2 separate regions of the Anser cygnoides genome follow, and region 2 is linked to region 1. Evidence: chromatin contacts called from public Hi-C data. All regions are on one chromosome and are shown on one strand. The core of a region is the stretch at or near the end of the contact, and the rest is flanking DNA. Distances in the headings are between cores, read along the strand shown.

Region 1 (5,090 bases), core at 1,095-3,594:
ATACGAAAGGCAGCAGTGCCACAAAAAGCTTACCTCCTCTGAAATCCACAGGGACCATTGATTGCACACAGGTGCTAACCTTAGCGAAGTTTTGCTAAGGGTGCTAGCAGAGATAATTGAATTTGTGGCATATTTCCCTGTTTACCCAGACAAAATTAAACCTCCAATGGAAAGTTATTTGTTCTGTTGTATTTCTGCATTATGTTGAGGTATGAGAAGTACACTAAGTATGTCTGTGATATATATCTATATAATACATATCCAGCTCATTGGTTCTCTTTTTAAAAAATGGATTTTATCTTGAAAAAGATCTTGAAAAAATCTTGGAAATAACGATGAATAAGACTGCAGCCTGAAGGAGTTCATGGGCTGATTTCTATCCTCAAAAGAGCTCTTCAAAGACTTTCATCCTTTATGCTGCCAGCATGCTGCTCCATTTGCAAAGTAAAATCTCCACGCTGCTCTCCAGTGTATATGCTGTCTGTGCTTTTATATATGCTAGAGAAAAAAAGGAAGGGTGGCATTTTGTTCTGCCTAAAAGGGAGGTGGAAAAGGAAATGAGCTTCTCTGCCAGAAACAGAGGAGATGATGCTCAAAACAAAGAACAAAACAGCTTTCATTCAATTTATCAATGAATCTATGTGTTTATTCATCCAGCTAAAATATTTCATCAATATATATGCTAGCAGCCTTTATGATTTAACATTTACTATAGCTGTTTGCCGGTGCCAATACTACTGTGTTTTAGAAGCGCACACAGGAGGACTGCATGACTCAGAAGCTTTTTGGACGCATTCAAATAATACTTTCTCATACATCTATAACCGGCATGTGGCAACTCCGTGCTTGGCACTCATAATGAACATCTCTGACAGATGAATGAGTACACTCGACGCAAAGTTTAGTACATAAAATTCAGTCCATTCCTGCATGCAATAAAGTCTAAGTGCATTATCATGACATTGTACCCACAGACCAAATAAATCCTTCAATTTGATATAATTTTCACCTCAAATTTAGTTACTTAAGCATGCATCTACTTTCCAAATATTTGAAATATTTGTTGAATTAGGACCTAATGCAGGAGTCTATAGATTTAAAGAAAGGGTTTGCAAAGTAAAGAAACATGCCCCTCCCCCCCCCCACCAGTTTTATTTCCACAAAAGCCTTATAGTAATTTATCTTTTATGAAAAAGAACATTTGGAATACTTTGTCTTTATCAAAAAGACATTAAAGTATATACCCAATCATGTATGATGACAAATATTTTTAAAACTCGGTGAAGTCAGCCTCACAGGAAATTAGAGGGCCTAATGCGTGGTAAATTTATTTTTCCGCACTTCATGCTAGGAGGCTACAGCCTAAGTTGCAAAATAAAAAAGCTGTTTTATTTTTCTATGCCAGAATATATCATATTCAAAGAAAAGGACAGGGAAAGTCTCATCTCAGGGTTCAGAAGATGAGGAGGCAAAAGTTAAACAGCACGTTTTAATGTATTCATTTTATGTGCTTTGCGAATCAGTACGGATTCATTTGGCAAAGAGACAAGTAACATAACTGAAATTAAAGTAAAAAAAACAAAAAACAAAAAACAACATTCAAACAACACTCAAAGTAATGAAAGCAATACAGGCAAATGGAAGTAAGTACAGCAGAATTATTTAGAGGGCCATTAAACATTAAGTCTAAGGTAGATTGTATAATGTTTACTATAGGAGTTGGCAGCATTTCCTTAAATTAGTGACCTCTTCTATACAAAGGTATTCACAAAAAGCCGAAATGTTGATTTCTTCCAACTTTGAAGATAGCACTTTGAAAAATCCGAAGCAACATCTTAAAGAAAATCTTCCTCAATGTTCCCAATTCCTTTTCAAAAAGTCGATAGCATAATTCGTCAGTGCTTTTCAATTTCCCTTTTCAAAGGCTTTGGCTCCGTGTACTAATACTTGCAGGTCAGATGTCCTGCACTCACAAGAAGGGCTGGTTTTTGAGGGCCCTGGTATTCCCAGAAGACAGCCCCAGGGAAGGTTTGCATACCCAGGACTGTTTGGGGCTCCTTCCACGGCCCAGGGTAAGGCCCGAAGCCCTTCGGCCGGGCCTTCAGCTTCCCGGCCGAGAGGCGAGCAGCCCGGCACAAAGTTACGCGGTACCGGCAAGGAGGAGGGCCGCCCGGCCATACGGCCGTGCCTCTGCCGGGAGCCCTCGGCACCTCGCCGCCCGCCGCCGGGGACCGAGACGCCCTGATCCAGCTCGGCCCCGCCGCCCGCCACTGCTCGGCAGAGGGCGACGTGCACGGCGCCGCGTCCCGGTCGGGGCGGTGCGGGCGGTGCGGGGCGGGGGGTGGTGGCGGGGCTGTCTCCACCCCGGGGCGGTGCGGGGCGGTGGCAGGAAGGGGTCGCGGCGGTGGCGGCGGAGCGCGGCAGCCCCGGGTGTCACTGCCGCCGCCAGCGGAGCGCGGCCGCCGCGGTGAGTGAGTGGGGACGGGGGGCGAGGAGCAGGAGGTGGCTGCGGCGGTTTGCTCCGCCGGTGGCTGCGGACGGAGGGGCCCCGGGCGCTGTGCCCCGCCGGACGGGACGGGACGGGACGGGACGGGACCGGACCGGACCGGACCGGACCGGACCGGGCGGGACGGGGCCGCCTTCCCCGGGAGGGCGAGGGCCCGGCCGGCGGGGCTGGAGCTGCCACAGGGACCGGGGCCGGGGCCGGGGCCGGGGCCGTGCCGCGTCCCGGCTGGCCGGTGGTGGCCGGTCCTCAGCCGGAGAAGTTTCCTCCGGGGCCGTGGGGACGGAGACGGCGGCGCTGGGCCCCGGGTCACCCCAAAACACCGAGGGGTCTCCGCTCGCTGCCGCCCCGAGGCGGGTCTGAGCCGCGATGTTATGGCTCCCACCGCCCTGCGAGCGACGGCTGTCGCTTTCCTTCTTTCTTTCTTTTCCTTTTTTTTTTTTTTTTTTTTAAACTCTCTTATTTTGTGGCTCACGCACCCGTCCGGGGTTTGTTCGCCTCTCCCCCAACTTCGTGGTGGTGGCTGCTGGAGGGGCCCGGTGACACCGCTGCCGGCCTCGGGCTCCGCGGGGAGGGAGAAGAGAAAAGGGAAAAGGGAAACCTCCTCCGGCAGGCAGCGGTGTGGGCAGGGTGCTGGCGCGGGGACTGCAAGTTCTGACTGGGGGAGCCCGGGGTGCTGCCTCCTGGGCGTGGGGGGGCCCCTCCGTGTCCTCGCGCGTGTTGCAGCGTTAAGAGGGTTGGCACTAAATCTTGCGTTCAGACAGCTACAGCTCAGTCTCCAAATATCATTTTCTTAACTGATTTATTTTGTAGAATGTTATTGTTTTCACTGTGAGTCTGATAGCACAGCACAGCTTGGGTTGGAAGGGACATGAAAGCCCACCCAGTTCCAACCCCCCTGCCATGGGCCGGGACACCACCCACCAGACCAGGCTGCCCCCAGCCCCATCTAGCCTGGCCTTGGAACACCTCCAGTGATTGGGCATCCACAGCTTCTTTGGGCAACCTGTGCCAGTGCCTCACCATCAGGAGATTAAAAATAATTCTGACAGAGATTGGTGAGCGTTTGCCAACTCGTGCTTGCAGAAAAAATGGAAAGCAGGTTGAATTTGGTTTGAAAGCTGAGTCCTGAACTCAGCTAGTTTCTGTGATGTGCTGGTCCCACTACAGGTGCAAGTGGAAAGGAGAGGCCCGCGGGTGTGGGCTGACAAACAGCCAAGAGCACGTGGGGAACACGCACACCTTCCTCCCTCAGGCTTGTGGAGGCAGAGAGATCTGATCCAGAGTACAGGTCCACCTCTGCGTTGCTTTGTCAGTTTCCTTGTCAAGTGGTGAGATGCCCTCCAACCCACTGCGTGTCGAATAGAATAGCATATGAACTAATCTGCTTTTTCAGATGTTATTTCCCTGCATGTGGTTGATTTCAGGGAAGTGTTCGGTTTGAGAGAAATTTTCTTCTTGATTCCTGTGTGTAGATCCTAAGGAACTGTGGTGATAAAGGCATACGTATTGAAGACAAGCTTGTTCCTGGCATGTTGCCTGGTTTTACAAGTAGTCATGGCTCAGGATTTCTGCTGCAGTCCTCCTCTGACAGGTTGAGGGAAGTACCCATGTTGCGTGCTCAAGAACAATGGTGTGTACAATGAAATGAAGACTGTTTTTAAAAGTCACTAACTTGCCAGTTTTCCACATAACAATTTGATCTGACTGTCACTGATCATATTTGAGATGAAGAATTTAGTAGAGCTCCTGGGATGCTTATGTGTGTAATTATATCCAGACTTACAGTTACTAGTGCAAACAAAGATTTGTAAATGATCACAAATTGAGCCAAACAAGCTAGAGAAATTGTCTGATTTGTATGTGAAAACAGCTTCTAACAATTAGGATTAACACTTCATGGAGAAGATTACAGATTATACCATACCTTCCATGTTATGTACGGCAGGTTATACTGTATTACTCTGTTCTTGCGTCTTCAGAAGGATATCTGGAGCTGGCTATGCAGCTGAATTGTTGCTAGATTGGCTTACAAGTCTGGTCTAGAATAACATTTTGTATTCTTCAAGTCAAAGTATTTCAAGCAATTAAAAAAAAAACAGTTAAAGCATCGTAGTTCAGTGTAATGCTAAAGAGACAGAAAGAAACACTGGATGTACTGTAACTACATAGCATTGTTGAAGTTCTGTGTGTTTTTTTTTCTCACGCTGCAGAATTTGGTTTCATCAAGTAAATGCAGGGTGTCTTCCCAAGGCACAACTAAGTATTTTCTGATTACAGAAAACGGCAAATTGGAAAGTGGTGGAACCAATGAGACTCTTAATATCTGTAGGTTTAAAATCTGTCAAACAGTAGCCTTCCCTTCTCTCTGCTTGTTAAGCTTTTTTTTTTTCTGTTTTCCTTTCTTCCTTTTTTCTTTTTCTTTTTTTTTTTTTAAGGCAGTAAATGAGAATATATAAAATGGACATACACTGGGCTGCTGAGAGACAGTGACGTTTACTCCTTAATGAATAATACTCTTCATTTCTCTGTGATGATGTTCTCCTTCCTAATGTTCTTTTTTTTTTTTTAAATAGTGATTCAATAT
Region 2 (4,895 bases), core at 1,529-4,028, 340 kb after region 1:
GAAAAGCATTCAGAGCTTAATTTAAAAGCTTTTGGTGCTAAAGACCTAAAGTTGCCTGCTTATCTTGAAAGATTAATTCTCTTTAGTTTAAAATCTTACCTTATTTCCTACTTAATTTCCTACTACTCAGACACAGAATCTTGTTCTGATTTTGTCTTCTACTTAGTGTCTGCTCAGGTACATGAAGACTATGATGAAGCTGTTATTTAGTGTCTTCTGCAGTGGCCCAAACTCTTTAGATCACTATGATCTTTCTTTCAGTCTATAAACATTTCCTGTAGCTTTTCTCAAGCATGTATGAGTAAAAAAATGACTAGTTATCCAGGCTCAGTCTCTGGAATGTTATATAATATTACCTTCATAGTTGTACTTGATGTTCATGTTTATGCATCCAGCAACTGTATTTGTCTAAATGGTTATTATGACTAAACCTGACTAAAATGAAACCAAAGAGACTGAGGTAACACATCAGTAACTACATTCAATTGTCTAAGAGAATGGCCATGAAAAAGGCATCGAAGAGCAGAAATTCACTCTTCTTTACAGTAAGCGCAGCTTCAAATGTTGTTAACCTGTTTACCAAACTGGTAAATTCTCCAAAATCTCAAAGTATTACTCAATGCACAGAGGTTTTCAATCCAGAAGATCTGGCACAGTGAAGCTCCTCTGCTTGCTAGAATACACTAATTATGGTGCAAAACAGCAGTTCATCTGACACTCCATGCTGAGATCCAGCAGAAAGTACAGCATCTGCGTAGGGCTAAAAAAAAAAAGTGTAAAAATATCCTGGAGGCTGTGGAATGACGTGCTTGAGATTACTCATAACCACAGAATGAACTAGTCTAGCATGGCTCCGTAATTAGGGTTGCAGAGAAGAACAGATCAGCCTTGATTAAGACAGAGCTCCGCTGAACTCTCGCTCTCATTATGAAATGTTTTCCATTTGAAACATATCGATCCTAACTTTATTCAGGCTTTGGAAAAATCTTCTCTGAAGTTTCAAAAACTTTGCAGCATTTTGTGCTTTTCTCAGTGTCTTGCCAGACTAGAACTACAGGAGTTGAAGATGGACAACAAATGTATTAAAACAAGTCTTTGACAAGCAAAGAACATGCATGGTGTCACAGTGACTGAATAAAAAAATATGACAGCTGAAAGAGGAAGGAAGACACATCTAAAAGAAAAGCAGCATGAAATTCAGAAATCACTAACTTTGGTGTAGGTACGTCTGTCATATCCTACATAATGGTCAATATGTCTGCAAACATTCTGCACTGTAACATAGATGCAAGTGGATTACAATTAAACCTTACGGAAAAAGCCTAAGTAGAACAATCACATACATCAAATTTATATTCAGAACACTGTTTGGAATGGGGTACAAATTCTGTTCTGTTCTGCAGGTTTCTGTGAGGACTGACAATGTATCTTTGAAGATCAATAATTTTAGGGATCCTTATATCTTTTCAACAGTTTTTAGCAAATAGCACAATCCAGTTATAAAATGACACAAAGCATGTAATTCTGAATTTTAAGCCTGAATATTCTTCCACTATCTGTTGAGTAAATTTACTTGTTTGACGTCATATTTAACTGGACAGAAAGAAATTTAGGGCAGAACTCTTCAGTGGGACCTACTAAACAGCTTACCCTTCTTCCAGAAGAATCCGTACTATGTCAAAGTGTCCATTTCTTGCACCATACATCAAGGCCGTCCAGCCGTTATCTGCAGCTGCATTGATAAGTGATGGTGAATGGCTGAGCAACGCTTTCAGTTTGGCTGCATCTCCAACAGCAGCAAAATTATGCAGCTGAGAAATCATTTCCTGATGGAGGTTCTTTTCAAAGCCTGTCATTGTCTCAGCTAAGTTGGAAAGCAAAAATGCATGAAAATATATCAGCCATTAGTAAAAACAATTCAAGTAAACGACATAAATTTAATGCTATAAAGGCAACCCAACACTGTCACCAAATTGGTGATATAACAGTAAAATTCTTATAATTAGCATGAAATTGTTAATCCTCAACAAATCTTAGTCCCACACATCACCAGACATGCCAAATTTTTACCCTAAAAATCAAGACTCGTTTGAAAGAGGCTTAAGGACAAGAATATTGTACTATGAAATTGAAGCCTATTTGAATATGGAAAACATGTTCTGGTTTCTGATCAAACAAGTACACAGATAAGACCTTTGAACAGTGCAAAAGTCCACTCCAATAAACGAATCTCGGTCGGATATTCTAAAAAAAAATGCAAAATAAATGTAAGACAGCAGTCCCCTTCCAGGGAAAAGGCCTGTTCACCTCACTCTGAGGCGCTTTTTGCTGAGTGGATCTCTACTCGGGAGCGGTGACAAATTAATTTAGTAACTTGCGCTATGACTCCTGAGGTTTCGATCCCTTCAGAGGGCAGTCTCTGCGGCAAACAAGCACCTCTAGCATTTCAGGGGCGTTCAGCGCCACCAAACTCCGTTGTCCACCCTCCTCCAGAGGCCCGACGTTTCACAACCCCCGCGGCATCTCTGAACAGCATTACAAACACAGCCGCTGACGCATGACTGACTACCAAAAAGGGCCAAACTCGGCTTTTCGCCACGAACAACGCCGATGACCTGCGCGTTCACAAACCCACTTCACGCCCCGAGCCGCCGCCAGTGCCTGGCGTTGGCCAGGCACCGCCGGATCCCAGCCCGGGCAGCCTTCGGGGGGGCACCGCAGCGCTGCGCTGACCAGGCGAGGGGGGCAGCACGGGACGGGGAGGTGCTCGGGGGAGCCCCGTTACCGTGAGCAGCCCGGTCGCCGCGGGGAGCTGGACTCCGGGCGCCCTTCCGCCGCCGTGGGGGCGCGTCCCGCCGCCGCCCCGCCCCGCGGGCCCAGGCCTGCCCAGCGCGGGCTGGCTGGAGGCTGGAGTCTGGGAACGGGACTCGGCCTTCAGGGCGGCTGGGGGAATGGGGGAGAGGGGGAGAAGGTTTCGGGACAGAGTTTATGCTGCCGGCAGGGTGAGGAACGGAGGGACGGCTCGACTTGCGGGCGATACCTGGTTTTAGTTACGGAGACCAGCCAGGCTTTGTTTACTTGTTTATTTCCCACCACGCTAACAGAAAGCAAAACCAAGTTATCAATAGAACGCACGAGTGTTTGCGAGACAAGTGGAGCAAATGATACGCAGCTGGGGGAGGTAGTTAAAAGGGAGGCCGGAAAGCCTAAAAACACCAGGAGGCAGGTTAACATACACACTTTCATTGACGCTGTGGAAAGCTTGGGGAAATCGTGGCTGCACCAGTCCTAGAGGAATGCGTGTAGTTAAGCTATCATTACGTCCTAGGAGCTACCAAAAGCGGCATCAGAGTGCACTGAATAAGCACCAAGAGCATGGCCTGTGGTTAGCTATCCTCGGCAGAGAACTAGCCCTGTGAGATGCACTCCCTTTCTATCCCCAGTAGGAGCAATGCAGGAGCGAAGCAGTGAGTGTGTGCATGAGGAATTGATAGGAGTATTCTTCCAGACAGGAACAAATGGAAAGTTAAGGGATGTGATTTTAATTTTGTTTAATCAGCTGGAAGCTATCTAGCCATACCTGATACAATGAGGGTCATCTATCCATATATCAATAATTGTTTCCACCTGGTGAAGAGCTGCCACCAGCCCTTCAATACGTGATTTCCAGCGGCATTCTTCCTTTCTGTGATTATTAATGACTGAAGTAGGAAATAGTTTTCTCATTGTAATATGTGATAAATTAGCGGGTGTTTGTTCATTGTCTTTAAAAGGAATTCAGAGGATCTGCTGAGAAGATAAGGTTTTGCAATTTACGACCTTGTTAAGGGGGAAGACTAAGCAAGTAGATAGTGGGGAGGGGGTGTTGGATAAACATCCTTGGTAAAACAAAGACTCTGTGAAATACTGTTTCCCGCTTCACTACCCTCCCCCTTGAACACGAGCACAACGCATGATCATCGAAAGAAAAACAACGACCCCCAACAACGAACTGCGCAGCTTCAGAAGGTCCAACAAGTCCTGACAAACCGAAACTTGGATGCTATAAAACGGCGACACTGAAAAGGGAAAGTTGCGTGCTGTGGTGGAGCGGAGACTCCCCAGCCGCCCAGCGCTGTTTTGCTTGTGCCTGCTTACTTAATTAATAAAATATTTCTGATAGACCAAGAAATTTGTATGGTCTCACTTATAACATAATAGACATTCAAAGGCACAAATTACTTATCTTCTTAGTAGTGTCTTAAATCTGCCATATATTCAATTATCACCACGCAGCTTTACATCCTGATCTGTGTAATAAAGTCACTGATCTCACAGGTGGGCTGAAGCATTCTTTGTGTTCAGGCAACTGAATCTCGTCTGGTAGCATGCTACAGAACTTTGTTTACTGGAATAACTCATGTTACCCTGATAAAAGCTTAGAAACTTGCTTTCCTTGTTTGGACAAGGAAAAATATCAAGAATAAGAAAGCATCTTAGTACACAGACAGAAGATGAGGAGGGAGACTAAGCTGAGAGATGGATATTTGGGAATTCAGAAAGAAGCATATCGCTTGAAGCTTCTATGAGACGAAGTATAGGCAGTTTCCTTAATGTTCATATTCAAGAATTTTTATTTCATGAATTTTCATTCATGAATTTTTAAAGGTTTTAGTTCTGCTAACAAGTTCAGTTATAATGCTGGATAAAATGTTATGATTTCTCGTGGTTATGTGGAACTTTATTTAATCACAGCTGAATTTTCTAAGACGAATTTAATGATTCTTTGGAAAAATATGCAATGTTAACTGTCACTTTAAAAACTTGATACCTTTGAAGTATTTAGCATCTAAGTAGTGCTTATTAAGAGGGTCAAAGTGGTGCTGGACTTTGGTATGATTCTTGAATCCTTGAAC

What was found. A called contact is a pair of places that touch in the nucleus more often than the background predicts.
Region 2: a contact with region 1 is called in a Hi-C map of liver, with 1.9 times the contacts expected there. The contact joins the promoter of NUDT12 here to the promoter of PAM in region 1. A contact is called at or near these places in 2 of 7 Hi-C or Micro-C datasets (both in liver).

Annotation. Positions count from the first base shown.
Region 1 is chrZ:25,470,171-25,475,260 of Taihu_goose_T2T_genome, forward strand. It overlaps PAM (peptidylglycine alpha-amidating monooxygenase), which reads left to right and starts at 2,345. Exons shown (of 25, transcript XM_048050219.2): 1 at 2,345-2,467.
Region 2 is chrZ:25,809,836-25,814,730 of Taihu_goose_T2T_genome, forward strand. NUDT12 (nudix hydrolase 12) reads right to left here and starts at 2,779. Exons shown (of 8, transcript XR_010827825.1): 1 at 2,308-2,779; 2 at 1,651-1,864.